2 separate regions of the Arachis hypogaea genome follow, and region 2 is linked to region 1. A link is a contact called in public Hi-C data. All regions are on one chromosome and are shown on one strand. The core of a region is the stretch at or near the end of the contact, and the rest is flanking DNA. Distances in the headings are between cores, read along the strand shown.

Region 1 (7,491 bases), core at 2,875-5,374:
CATCTGTTTAGGTTGTGATTAACATTAAACAATGAATCTCTGCCTTATTACCTGACAAAAATTAGCTAGATATTCAACAAATTCACTACTCATGTAAAGCGGAGAATGGACCAGCTAGAATTTGCATGACTTACCGGCTGAAGGGTATGTGAAGTAAGAATCTGAATCTTTCCCTCCTTGTCAAGAAGAGGCTTTCCCGATTTGTCTCTCTTGACCATGTCCTCTGCATTGCCATGGTCAGCAGTGACGACATAAATTCCACCTACTTGTTCAATTGCATCAAGAATCATCTGCATAACAAATGCACATACACATTAATTAATACAACTGATTAACTACTCGTCTTCACAACTATCTTGTTCTTTCTCCTTTTAGCACAAATTTATTTCTTGCAGTAATTACCTATTCAGCACTAGCATATTAAAAACTAAATGCAACAAAAGAAGTATTCCTGAAGACAGAATCAGTTAACCAGTCATGGACTAACTCCATGTGCAATTTTACACCTCTAACTCATCCATGAAATTCCGACCCAATATTTACCCCACAGCCGATCATACCCTTAATGTCTATTGTGGTACAGTGACATTTATAGTGGCGGTGTGGGAATTAGGGACAGCTCACCTGCTTCCCTTCAGTTGACCAAATAATATGCCAAAGAAACAGAACAAAATTGGATAATGAAATTTGATATTGAACATGGCCTTGCCATTTTAAGAGAGAAATAGACAGAATATACTTTTCTCACATGAATAGCTCTTACCAAAAACACTGTTGTGCCAATTTTAATCGCGATACTAAAAGCCCTATATAGTAAACATGGAGTTCTCAAATTTCCAGCAGAGGGTACAAAAACAAATAACAAGCTGTATTTACAAAAGTGCTCCAGCAAAATTTGTCCAGCAAAATTTGAAAATTAATCGTCGTGCGTACCTTCACTGCTTCATCAGCAGCCTTGCAAGCCACAACTGTCGCTTCAATATCACCTGTATGCCCCACCATGTCACCATTTGGAAGGTTGACACGGATCTGTGCAACACATAAGATAGAAGAATAAGTGGAAGTTTAATAACATCGCAATATATCTGAGTCACTTGATGATTCATCGTTTACCTGATCAAATTTCCGACTAAGAATGGCATCCCTAGCCTTTTCAGCAATCTCCAGTGCCTTCATTTTTGGTTGTACATTGAATGTAATCCCAATGTCACTAGGAATTTCCACATATTCCTCCAGTTGTCGATTAAAATAGCCAGAGCGGTTTCCATTCCAGAAGAATGTGACATGACCAAATTTAACAGTCTCGCTGTTGAAGAGGAAATTCAAACAAGTCAACACGATTATATTTAAAGCTAAATCCAAACTTCTGAATAGTGGTTTATTAATATTTAAAGTAGTCACAGCTCACCTGCATGCAAAAGTCCTAACACCATTATGCACCAAGAATTCACCAGAAGTCCTGTCAATTTCTGGTGGAGAAACAAGATAATGACTAGGAAGCTTCAATTCACCATCGTACTGAAGCATTCCAGCATAGCGAATCTTGGGGAAACGGACTCTATCAAATTTATCAAAGTCTTCGTATTCAAGAGACTTGGCAATCATAACCATACGATCTGCCCGGAAGTTGAATGTAACAACTGCATCACCATCAACAATTGGTCCAACAGCCTTCCCATTATCATCAACAATGACAAAAGGAGGCAGGTACTGATCATTGGCTTTTGGTTCTGCTCTTAGTTTCTTGACAGCTTCAAGAGCACTTTTAAACTTATGAGGGGCTTCGCCAAGAACTTGAGCATCCCACCCTCGTTTCACAACATTCCAGTCATTCTGCAGTTTGTTTCAAAACCATTAGTACAAGAGAGAGAAGGTAAAAAGAGAAAAAGAATAGACGCAAGTCAAGCATATTTTTTGTAAACAAATACAAAATGCTTATGGCTTATTAAATATTTTTATTTTAATCTTATATGGGTATTGAAAGATTCTTGACTTGACCAAACTGAAGGGCAATGTTATGCAGTACCTCATATCGATCCATTGTAACATGCATACGACCCCCACCTGATGCAATTCTTGCATCAATACCCTTCTCACGCAACTTGACAAGATCATTTTCAAGAGTTTCTACAAATCCGACACTTGAGCCATCCAAAACATCACGACCATCTGTAAGAATGTGTACGCGGACTCTCTTAACACCTCGCTCACTAACACCTTTAAGCAACAACTGCAGAAAAATTGCTTAGTTAGAAAGGATCAACTTCACACAAACATGGAGAAACAAATGTTCCAACCCCCCAATCCTCACCTGCAACTGATCAAGTCGGGAATGGACTCCACCATCACTCAATAACCCAATGAGATGCAATGTGCCATTGGCAAAACTTTCCTGTATGTACTTGAAGCCTTCTCCTTCATAAATTTTTCCAGATTCAAGAGCAAGGTCCACAAGCTTGGCACTAGAATGAACAATAAACACCACAAAATCCCAATCCTCAGACAAGTTAGGAGAACATTTTAACAAGAAAGGCTAAGGATTAAGGAGTACACATAAGAAAAGGAACACCAAAAGTAAACATCTGAAAATTCTAAATGAACCAAATATTTAAGAATACAGAGTTCCAAGTCAAAGTAATATACAATTAACCGAAAAATCCATCAAAGGAAAACTAGGCAATAGACGACGACAGCAAAGTTCAATTGTTTTCAAAAAACAAGAACGTTTAACATTTATTGCTTCTATGAATCTAATAGTAACAGTCTTAAAGAAACTCCAGAAAACCAATTCCTTATGAAGAAACCAGTAGGTTAAATAAAATGGCAAGAAACATCTGATTGCTATTAGTCTATTAATTTTAACCACAAATACAAAAAGCCTTACCCTTGAGCAAAGATGCGGCCAGCACCAAGAGCATTGTGACCGACTTCACTGTTGCCCATGTCATCCTCTGTAGGAAGTCCCACAGCAGTACCATGAGCCCTCACCAATCTCCACCTTTCAGGTGCACCCTACAACAACAAAAACCAACCAACCCCACCATTCATTTCCATTTCTATCTCATCAATAATCATACAAATTCAAGACATTCAATAACACCGGTTCAGAATTTCCAGTTAAATAAACTTCAAATCAAGAGAAGGCCTCTCACCTACCAATGACAAGGTAAAAAAAAACTAGGAATCATAACAATACATGAGCAGAAAGTGGATCAAGCAAACGTATACACCCCGAAAAGGGGGACCAATCTTTTAGATCTTATCATTATATGAATGAATATATCATAATATATGCAAAAAGAAAAAGATTTCAGATTCCACAAAAGGGTGCATATACCATGTAGTATCTATATCTATATATCTACCTTTTTGAGGGAATCCATGGTTGGAGTTTCAGCGGTGTGGATACAGTTGTACTGATCAGCGTTGGCCTCACCCCATCCATCCAAAACCACCACAGCAACTGGCTTTCCCTTTGGCAGCTTTGGGTGATCAGCCAATTTAAACTTGGTATCTGTGCTTCCCATATTCCTAACACTAAGAAAAAAAATCAAATTTTTTTCATTCTCTCTTTAAATTTCAGATCCAAATCAAATAAAATCAATCCAAAACATTTCAGAAACCACCAGTAACAACAACAATAATAATAGTAATAACAATTCATAATCTATCTTATATTATGGATTAAATTAAATTAGATTAAAATAAATGAAATTAAATGTTAATGGAGATTACGAGTAGATAGATGGGAATAACAGAAGAGAGATACCTGATTTGTGAGAGAATGAGGGAGTGAGTGAGTAAGGGAAGGAGGCAAAAACAAAGAAGAGATACGAAATCAAATGAGGTTAGGTGTAACTGTAAAAAAGAGGTGGATGATGCGTTAACCTAACTGAGCAAAACCCTGTGTTGCATATGCGATTGGTTAGATATAAATACTAGTGGCATGGAAGAAACAAACTTTTCCATTTATTTATTTAATTATTTTAATTGAAATGGAGACTAGTGTCTTCTAATTAGTGCTTCGTTAATAGGTTGGCATGGAACAAGGCATAAGCATCTCGTTGAGCATCATTCTTCACGCTCAATGTTTTCGCTTTCTTTTCTTTATTTTAATTGAGAAACAAGAGTAAATAAATAATAAATAAATAGTATAAAAAAGTATTTAATTTGAAGTTTTGATTTTTGAATATGAAAAGTTTATGCCACTATTATAACTCAATTCAAGTGGCACTAGATCTTCGAACAAGTTTGAATTTTGATTCTTCAAATATTTCTATTTGACTAAATTTTCAATTTAATTCATGAGATTCACGCGATTACTTAATTTGAATTGAGGTAAAATTTAAATATTTAAATATTTAATTAAAGTTTAATTGGAATTAAACTTGATTTAATAAAATAAACAGGCTTAGTTACACATCCATATAACCAAGTTGGTCCAAACTCAAATTAATTCACACGCATTAATGAAGTGTAAAAACACGCGCCGAAAATCCCCTCGTTATTTCACGTTCATTATGAAGAAACGTTACTTCTTCCTCAACACGAAACCACTCCTTCTCTTCGAATTTCTCTCAAAATCACTCAAATTTCAGTCACGTTCTCTGCGAAAATCACTACTAGAGAAGAATCGCGATAAGATTTCGCCACGAACAAGCAAAAACGAACGAAAACAGCAACAGAGACTAACAAAGGTATGAAAAAAAACTACTGTTCATTTGAAATCTTGAAATATAGCATTTCTCCTATTTGCATTTTAGTTTTACTGGATTGATTTCCTTCGTTCAGTAGATCAAGGTATTCTGATTGCGTTTTTACAATATAACTAGGGCTTTTAATAAAATTTTTACTTATTTTCATTCAATTCAGTAGATAGTGTAAGTAGGGCTTTGAACTTGATTGTTACTCTGTTCAGTTCTTCTTTTGCATGGAGAAATAATATTCTTGATGATTGAAAGTTTATGAAACACTATTTTTGATAATTGAAAGCTTATAATGATTTATTCACCACATAGATTGTATTCGGTTCGGTGGGCTTGGTGATTCTCGTTCACTTGATATTTAGTGTGTTAAGGGTTTAGGCTTTATTCTGATTGAATTTTTACTATATAACTAGGGCTTTGAATTAAATTTGTTGTTATTTTCATTCAGTCCAGTGGTTAGTGTAACTAGGTCTTTGAACTTGATTGTTACTCTATTCAGTTAACTTCTATTGCATGAAGAAATACTATTCTTGATAATTGAAAGCTTACAATGATTTATTCACCACATGGATTGTATTCGGTTCGGTGGGCTGGGTGATTCTCATTCACTTGATATTTAGTATGTTCAATGTTTAGGCTTTATTCTGATTGCATTTTTACTGTATAACTAGGGCTTTGAATCAAATTTGTTGTTATTTTCATTTAGTCCAGTGGTTAGTGTAACTAGGTCTTTGAACTTGATTGTTACTCTATTCAGTTAACTTCTATTGCATGAAGACATACTATTCTTGACAATTAAAAGCTTATAATCATTTATTCACCACATGGATTGAGTTCGGTTCAGTGGGCTTGGTGATTCTCATTCACTTGATATTTACTGTGTTCAAGGTTTAGACTTTATTCTGATTGCATTTTTACTGTATAACTAGGGCTTTGAATCAAATTTGTTCTTATTTTCATTCAGTCTAGTGGTAAGTGTAACTAGGTCTTTGAACTTGATTGTTACTCTATTCAGTTAACTTCTATTGCATGAAGAAATACTATTCTTGATAATTGAAAGCTTACAATGATTTATTCACCGCATGGATTGTATTCGGTTCGATGGGCTGGGTGATTCTCATTCACTTGATATTTAGTGTGTTCAATGTTTAGGCTTTATTCTAATTACATTTTTACTGTATAACTAAGGCTTTGAATCAAATTTGTTTTTATTTTCATTCAGTCCAGTGGTTAGTGTAACTTGATCTTTGAACTTGATTGTTACTCTATTCAGTTAACTTCTATTGCATGAAGAAATACTATTCTTCATAATTGAAAGCTTATAATCATTTATTCACCACATGGATTGAGTTCGGTCCGATGGGTTTGGTGATTCTCATTCACTTGATATATACTGTGTTCATGGTTTAGCCTTTATTCTGATTGCATTTTTACAGTATAACTAGGCTTTGAATCAAATTTGTTCTTATTTTCATTCAGTCCAGTGGTTAGTGTAACAAGGTCTTTGAACTTGATTTTTACTCTATTCGGTTAATTTCTATTGCATGAAGAAAATACTATTCTTCATAATTGAAAGCTTATAATCATTTATGCACCACATGGATTGAGTTCGGTTCGGTGGGTTGGGTGATTCTCATTCACTTGATATTTACTGTGTTCAGGGTTTAGGCTTTATTATGATTGCATTTTTATAGTATAATTAGGGCTTTGAATTAAATTTGTTCTTATTTTCATTCAGTTCAATGAATAATGTATGTGAGTAGATAGTGGATAGTGTAACTAGTCTAGCTGATTCATTATTTATCATGTTTTATTCAGTGCATTAAGTGGGTTTGGTTCGGTGGGCTGGGACATTTTAATTAATTTGATTAAGATATACATGCTTGTGCTTTTCAGTGTATTGAGTGAAGTATTAACCAAATTTTTTTATTACAGCAAAAGACAACAACACAATGGTGACAAAAATAGAGAAGCCACACTATAACGTAAGCACATTAAATACATTTATTTGCTTTTGTTCAAATAATATCTATTTTGTATTATAAATATATCCTCACATTTTGTTTCAAAACTTGTAGAAAACTCATGATTGCAGATGCCAAACAAAGGCAATAGCAACAATGTTTAGGAATATGAGTCAAGAAAAGAGAGATATAGTTGAACAAATGGGATTTGGTGCACTGGCACATGTCCTAGAAATGAATATCTCTCACGCCCTGTTAAGAGAATTGGTTGATCGCTTTGATGAGTATAAGGGATGTTTAAAAACTCTCCAGGAAAAAATATACATAACTCCTTGCAAGGTAGCAGCTGCACTAGGCATAAACACCGGCGGTAATAAACTTTCCACTTCCTGCTTATTTTCCGTTCATTGGTGTACAGAAAATTAAACTAAGCCTTTTTGGCTAATTTTTTGCTATTAAAATATTGTAGAGAATCTTTTTATGACAAGTTTGATTAAACAAAACTGAATCCGGAACATAAGGCACTTTACGAGGGGTTAAGAAAATATTTCATGTCTCTAATGCCTAAAGAATAAGTGCATGCCGCGGTAAATTCTTTGCCAATTGCGTTAACGTTAATGATTTTTCTAAACACTCTTATACAGTATATCTCATAAATTTTCTTCCTATAGGTGGTCAGTATACATAGCATGATTCTCAATCAAATAAAAGTTCACAAGTATCAGGAACAAATATACATTGTGCCGCTGGATATTGTGGTAAGCTAAATTTCTTATTCCCTGTTGATTGCTGTTCGGTTCAGTGGGAATGTTAATATTGAT
Region 2 (7,491 bases), core at 2,172-4,671, 200 kb after region 1:
GCAATTATGTAGAGAAGGTAATATAAACAATACCTCGACATGACCAGCATGAAAGAGATCAAAGGCTCCATCTATATATACAATGCGTGCATCAGGTCCCGGGCCCTGGTATAATAAGCATGAATCAATATTACTGAAGCATGGTGTAGATAAAAGACAGCTTGTCAAAATTATTTCAATACGGGGGAAGAAATACATCATATTAGAAATGGAGAGAAAACCTAATAGTGAAGGTTCAATCATAGCAGTAGATACATTTAAGAAATTGATATTAGATTTCGAGCGCCTTGAATATGTTTCTGCTATCACCAGGTTTAAAATTATATCCTACCCATTCTGCCATAATCCAAATTCTGTCCGACACAGGTATACCTAATTTCAATCCTGTGTCATTCCTTAATCCCTTTGCTACCTAATTAACAGCCAATTGAGACATACATTCGCCACTAACTTAATTCACAATAACCAGCTTGAATTATATTGTTAAATTTTTCCCCCCAAGGGTTTATCCAGTTGGTTGATTTCCTAACAGAAACAATTTCCTGCTCTTCCAAAACTTAAGTCTATTAAACAAGTGTAACAACACAAGCTAAATTAAATCCTCGAAAGTGATCAATTGAGCAGGAAACTAGCAAAGAAGAATGAATTAGTTAACAGGTAAATTCTCAAACGCGTATTACGCGTACGGTTTCTTGCTTCAAACCGTGATTGGGATTTACAAACGAAAGAGGAAACATGCTCTCATTCTTATAAAGTATAAACCAACACCATGGGTTCAAAAATATGTGATTCAAGATTCAGAAAGTCTAAACAATTGGGAAATGACAGAGAGAAGGGATGATGAAGTTGAAAATAAGCATATAAGTAGTCGAAAATCGGAATTGAAATTAAATGTACATACCCTTCCATTTGAGAACTGAACAATTCTACGAGATGTAGGCATAAATTGAGAAATACGAGTTCCACGATCTTCAAATTTGTGACTATGACCATGGCTGAACTGTCTTTGTAAAGAAGAGTGGTTAGGGTTGTCACTGGCAGACCTTTCTCTCGTACAGAGAAGCATACGACCTGGGTATAAAATTATTATATAACATCAGTTCTCCATTTTCCACAAGCGTACGAAATTATTATGAGACAACACTGAAAAATAAATATAAGCACAAGGGAAAAATATAAGACAGGCTAAAGACTGAATATGCTCACAGGATGGGAACTTTCAACTGGACCAGATAGGAAGGAAAACCGACAAAAAGCACTGCTAGTTTTGTGAGAAAAGGCCAAAAGTTTTGATATCAAACTTCTAAGGGCGGAAATGCAGTTCAAAGAATAAAAATACGGTATGGAGGAAAACGACAAAATGTTAAAGCCTCAAAGGTCTGTTAATAAATATCATCAATTGATGAGTTGGCTTATTGCTATAACCAAACAAATCACCTCTTTGTAAACAAGGTTTTGACTGTGCCAAAATTCCATATTAAGCTTCAGGAGAATTGCACAAAAGTATTAAACCAGAGAAATTTTCCATAACTGCAACAACATAACAAGTAGAAATCCAGTATAAAATACTACCAAATGAAAGGGGGCACATCCCTTTATATGGTTTATATAGTGAAAAATAAAACTTATTCAAGTTCTTTTTTTTAGAAAAAAAAAAAACAAAAAACAAAAGCAGCTATGGGAGGAAAAAATATCATCAGCCGTGATAAACAAACACAAGAACATCACATGCCAACCAAACATGACAAAGGACTTCACTTTAATAATTTCCATAAACTATATCAAACAAGATGTGCATGCCCAATTGCGCCAACTAAATAAGGAAGTCTTATACTACAAAGAAAAGTAAGCAAATCCTAACCAACGATATCAGTGCTAGAAACTCCTTCGGTGCGCTTTATCTGCTTGTAACGGCCAGCTTTCTTTGCATGAGCATAAGCATCAGTGCCGTCAGGAAGAATACAAGGATCGTCCCCGTGAATAATGTAATCTATATTGTACTCATTAAAGAGCTTCTTCATGAACTCCTCAGTTATGGCATATGGAGCATCAGTAATAACCTCATCAACCCACTTTACAGCATTCACCATAATCATCCTACAACACACATCAACACCTCATAATCCGAACAATAACAACAACAACAACAACAACAAAGCCTTATCCCCCCAGCTACATGGATCAAACCTCATAATCCAAACGCAGAACACAAAAACAACCCCGCCAAAATAAATAAAGAAACAAAGAGATGCCATAACAACTATAACTAAGCATTGTCACATAAGACAACTCAACTACTTGGATCAAACAGACATAACAACTGAATGCAAAATTTCTGCATGGAAGTTAAAAAAACAGTAGCTAAACATATATTTGCCAAAACAAGTATCAGTGTATCATTGCAACTACAACTAAGCACGGTCTGTTAGATAATTCAACTACATAGATCAAATGCCAACACAGTGCTAGAATTGCTGCATGAATATTAAAAGAAATATCTAAACATATATTTGTTATTACAAGTATCTCTGCAACTACAACTAAGCATTGTCCCATTAGATAATTCCACTATATGTATCAGATGACAGAATACCATAATGCCAAAATTGCTGCATGGACATTAAAAATATACATATAAAAAAAATAGCTAAACATATGTTTTCCTAAAAAACCACATTTTGATTAACTTATTCTACATTGGTTCCCTGATTCTTCTCATAAGAAAAAGGCAATCAAATCCAAACATATCATAAATCTAGAATCAAACAAAGAACACAACACAAAAATGACACAAGATAAATCAGCATGGCATGAATTGAGCTCCAAGAAGAAGATCAAAATCCTAGAAAAAAGTGAAAAAAGTTGTGACCTTTCTTCAAGAGGGGTGACAGGGGGACCCTTATTTGCAATGATTTCATCGTCGCTAACAACACCAACAACAAGCTCATCACCAAGAGCACGTGCCTGTCTAAGAGCATTGCAATGGCCATAATGCATCATATCAAAGCATCCATCCATGTACACCCTAATTGTCTTCTTCTTCCTCCTTCTCTTCCACAAACCAAGAGGCTCCAGATTCTTCTGAAGCCCTTCTGAAGATTGCAGCAATCCATACAGTGACACACCAACGATCACGCCACCCACCAGAACCGTTGCAATGAACTTCGCCGTTGCGTTCTTCTGCATCATCACCGCCTCAAAAGAACCCATTTTTTTCTTTTTCCTTTTGGTTTCTCTCAGTTCCTTTCTCCCATAAATGAAATTAAAACGAAGGGAGGAAGGTGGGTGCAAAATGAGGTTAGAAAAGTGGCCACCACACAGAATTTGGAATGCCAATTTTTTATTCTGAGCCAAACATATCCGGTTTTTGGTTTTAGAAAGAAAGAAGCTAGTAGCTTCTGCTTTTTCCCCTTTTTGGTGTGAAACCAATAAAGTTAGAACCTTTACTGTTTTTTGAATTCATATTTTCTTTTGGACTTGTAGAATTCATAAAGTTTGCGAATTTGTTGGTATAGGGAAGATGGATTTGTTTTTCTTCTTGGGTTGGAAGCATTTAGCAACGTTTATATTCTGTTGCAGAATATTGGGCCTTTTATATATTGGCCCATTTAGGTCCAAAAAAATCCTATTGGGTTCCCTTTTTATTTTGTTTTTGTACTGGGTTCATTGTTCTCTGACAAAAAACAATACTAAGTTTTCATTGGGCCTTTCTAGAGGTTTTTTTAGTGCAAAATTACTAAACAGAATATGCTAGAAAGTTTTAAAAGGCAAAAAAAAAGATAAGAGAGAAAAAGACTGTCCTCATGTAATCATATTATACGTGCTATGAATTTGGTTAATTTTTGTTTTCAATAATTTATTATTCTCTTTTTAAGATACAATAATAAGTTATTCTTGGATGAAATATACTTTTGGTCCTTAAATATTGTTAGTTTTGGTTTTAGACTTTATGAAGAAAAAATATTAGTTCAAACATTTCAAAAACATTTAGTATTTTTTTATCCTTATAAAGTTTCATTTTAATATGTCTAAGTTTTATGATAAGTTATTTTCAAAAATATCAAACTATTATGTGAAGTTATCTTAATAAAATTCATTATAGTTTTTTAGTGACATAAAAAATATATCATTTTGGTGCAAGAACAAAAATTCAAGGATAAACTACTAAATTGGTCTCTTACGTTTGGGCGTAATCCTGTTTTGATCATTAAGGTTTAAAATGTCCTATTTGAATTCAAAAAAGTTTCATTTAGTTTCAATGTAGTCCTACCGTGAGGTCAAAGTTAAATAATTAACGAAATATCCTACATGATAGCAATACAAGAACAAAATTGATAATCTGGAGAATAAGTACAAACTCCGGAGGCACAAAATTAACCGTTCAATACATTTAATTATTATTTTTTTTACAATGTAAATGAAATATTTTCTATAGAACTAAGGAGAATGATAAATAAATGTATCCACGGTTGATTTTGTACCTTTGGAACTTGTACTTATTTTCTAGATTATCGATCTTGTTGTTATGTAAGACATTTCATTAATGATTTAACTTTGACCTCTCAGTTGGACTACATTGAAGCTAAATGAAACTTTTTTTAATTCAAATAGAACACTTTAAACTTTAAGAACTAAAACAGGATTACGCCCAAACAAATGTACCAATTTAATATTTTTCCCAAAATTCAAACATTACAATAGTATAAACTTAAGACATAATATCTTTTATAAAAAGCATGCAATGCTACATGATCAACAAAATTTTTTTTCATATATTGTTAATTACTAGTGTTTTATTATAAGATTTTGTGACACTATATTTTCATTTAACCATTATCATAATAAAATTTATGTTATTATCATAACTATTTTAATTTTAATTGATTTTATAATTGAGATTTAAAGTCCCAAAAAGTATTGCAAATTTTAGTGTTGGTTCTCATATGGTGTTCTACAACTCAAAAACTATGACCTGTACGATTGAATTTTTAGGTTAGGGTCTATAAAAAGTTAGGGATAAAATATGCTACCGAACAAATAAAAATTAGAGTATTGTCATATGTAACCTAGGTGGATTAAATTAGACATATAGCTAAATTTCATTGAGCCACTTAAACATGGGTTCAAAGTCTGTATTATTTTAGTGTGTAGGGTAGAATCCACCCTAAATTATTATAAATCATTAAAATACTCTAAAAGCAGATCTTGGTAGAGGAAAGCCTCCTCAATGCTCACTTATTGGTGAACATCACAATGTTTGGCATAGTTGGAGATTGTATTGTTAAATAATATAAATAATATATCCTAGGTCAACATATAATTTAGGGGGTTCAATTCAATGTTACTCCCTTCTATGGAAGATGAAGTTCTGCTTTTTTTCGCTTTTAATTTTAACTCAAACAACCCTCTAATAATCTAATATAAGGGCTAATAAACTGCCACGTTGCTTCTAAACACATATCACCAATAAATTTCTTTAGGGCTTGGTTAGTTAATTAACATATATTTTTAAAGATACATGATAAATTTATAAATTAAAAAAAATTATAAAAACATATAAAATTTAAATTCTCAATATACTTATTATGTATTTAATGAAATAAAATATTTTAAAAATTTTATTATTAACAATCTTAATTTATGTTTTAGAATACAAATTAACTAAACCCATTTCTTAAAATATAATGCTTGTGACTGTGTTTTTTTTTCCTTCCTTTTTTCTGAAATTCAACAAAAACGTATTAAATTAAAAAAACAATCAAAGCAAATTCTTAGTTGTTAGTATTTTAATAGAAAAATAATAATATCACTCCTATTTCTTAAAATATCACTCCAGTTAATTTTTTATTATATTTTATATAAATTTATAAAAAAATAATATTATCAAAATAAGAGTAGTAAAATTAATTTTCTTTTATTAATATCATATAATCACTTTCTTATATTCTCAGATTTTTTTATGTCGGTAGATTATCTATAAATGGCTCCATAAGTAATAATTGATGATGAACTTAGCAATATTATTCTTTTAACTTTAAATAGCTAGGAAACATTCTATACTTTCCTTTACGTTTTTGGGAAAAAGTACCAAAGTGAGATTATGCCAATAATTAGCCCATCATTATTATGTAATAATTGTACTCATTACCTGACGTTACCAATGATTAAGCAGTTTTTACAATAAAAAAATGTTGAATTTGGGGGGAATTAATATTCTCTGCTTAAATTAAATAAAAAACTGTCAGTTAAAATCAGTTTAAAAAATTGTTAAAAATTAAAAATCAAAATTTTCTATTAAGAAAGAATACAATGAATTTGAAATATCAAACTCTAGTAGTCTACCAAATATATGTTTGAACAATTTATTAAAGGAAAAAAAAATAAAAAAAGTAGCAATGAAAATATTATCAACAGAAAAAAAGAAAAAAAAGAAAAAAGATAACAACAAGCCATATCCTATTGTGTTTACTTTTTAGGTAATTGACAAAGAGGCGCCAACATAGAAAAGAAAGACCCACATATGATTGACGCAACTATATCTTTGATTAATTTTCTTTAATTAGCCTTAAATATATAACGAATTAAGTGAAATGTAGTAATATATATATATATATTATTACATTTCACTTAATCATCTACAAAAATTAATTTCATTCCATCAGCTATGTTATCACCATATTATCAATATCACAATCATTTTAGGTCAAACGCAATACACATACAATCATTTGAGAGAAAAAAAAAGGTTCAAATATTAATTTTTAAATCTCAGAAAATAGTTTTGGAAATGAAATATATAATGCGCTTTTTTTTTTATCTCACTAATGGAGATTGAGTTGTTGGTTTCATTTTAGAAAGTCCAATTTTAGATGCACAGAGTGGAGTTGGAAATTCTCTCCTTAGGATTATAATCGTGCTTACGAAAAGGATTTAAATTTATTATCCTAGAATATTTGTTTAATGATCAATAATCCTTTTCGTAAGATCTCTTTTCTTCATAAGTGATTGTACTAATTCATTTTAGTATGGTGCTATTTTTATATCGGAAATGTTTGGTAACCAAAGAAAATCAGTTAAAAATAACCATAACTTGCCTTATTTACATTTATTAATTGTTGCGATAATTAATTAATACTAAATAAGACAAGTTCTGACTTTTTTTTATATATTGCTCGTCCATCAAAATAGAAAAATAAACTTTTTCTTTCGGTTCCTTTAAATTTGGGGTATGAATATGATTATTAAGTAATTGGGAACTTAAGAAGAAAAAACCAAAGGGAAAAAATAAGGAGGATGAAGTGGTGAAGAGAGTGTGTTGGATTTGATAGGAAAAAGACAAGAGAGTTAGTAGAGAAAAGTGAAAATGGGTGATAGCTTAAGGCCAAAAACGTGCTGCTAAAGCAAAGACAAAACATGTATCTTATCAATCTATGGAGAACTTTCTCTCTTAATTTATTTGTACTACACCAATACTAGACCTTAGACAAGGCT

Evidence for each region. Hi-C and Micro-C count contacts between places; a contact is called where the count stands out from the background.
Region 2: a Hi-C map of leaf shows a contact between it and region 1, with 5 times the contacts expected there. The contact joins the promoter of LOC112743908 here to the promoter of LOC112743904 in region 1. A contact is called at or near these places in 2 of 8 Hi-C or Micro-C datasets (both in leaf).

Annotation. Positions count from the first base shown.
Region 1 is chr14:121,646,625-121,654,115 of arahy.Tifrunner.gnm2.J5K5, forward strand. LOC112743904 (2,3-bisphosphoglycerate-independent phosphoglycerate mutase) reads right to left here and starts at 4,125. Exons shown (of 10, transcript XM_025793327.3): 1 at 3,770-4,125; 2 at 3,366-3,537; 3 at 2,885-3,012; 4 at 2,312-2,462; 5 at 2,027-2,230; 6 at 1,409-1,833; 7 at 1,114-1,306; 8 at 934-1,029; 9 at 135-290. The coding sequence starts at 3,527.
Region 2 is chr14:121,843,201-121,850,691 of arahy.Tifrunner.gnm2.J5K5, forward strand. It overlaps LOC112743908 (ethanolamine-phosphate cytidylyltransferase), which reads right to left and starts at 3,422. Exons shown (of 9, transcript XM_025793336.2): 1 at 2,870-3,422; 2 at 1,862-2,097; 3 at 902-1,071; 4 at 34-105. The coding sequence starts at 3,210.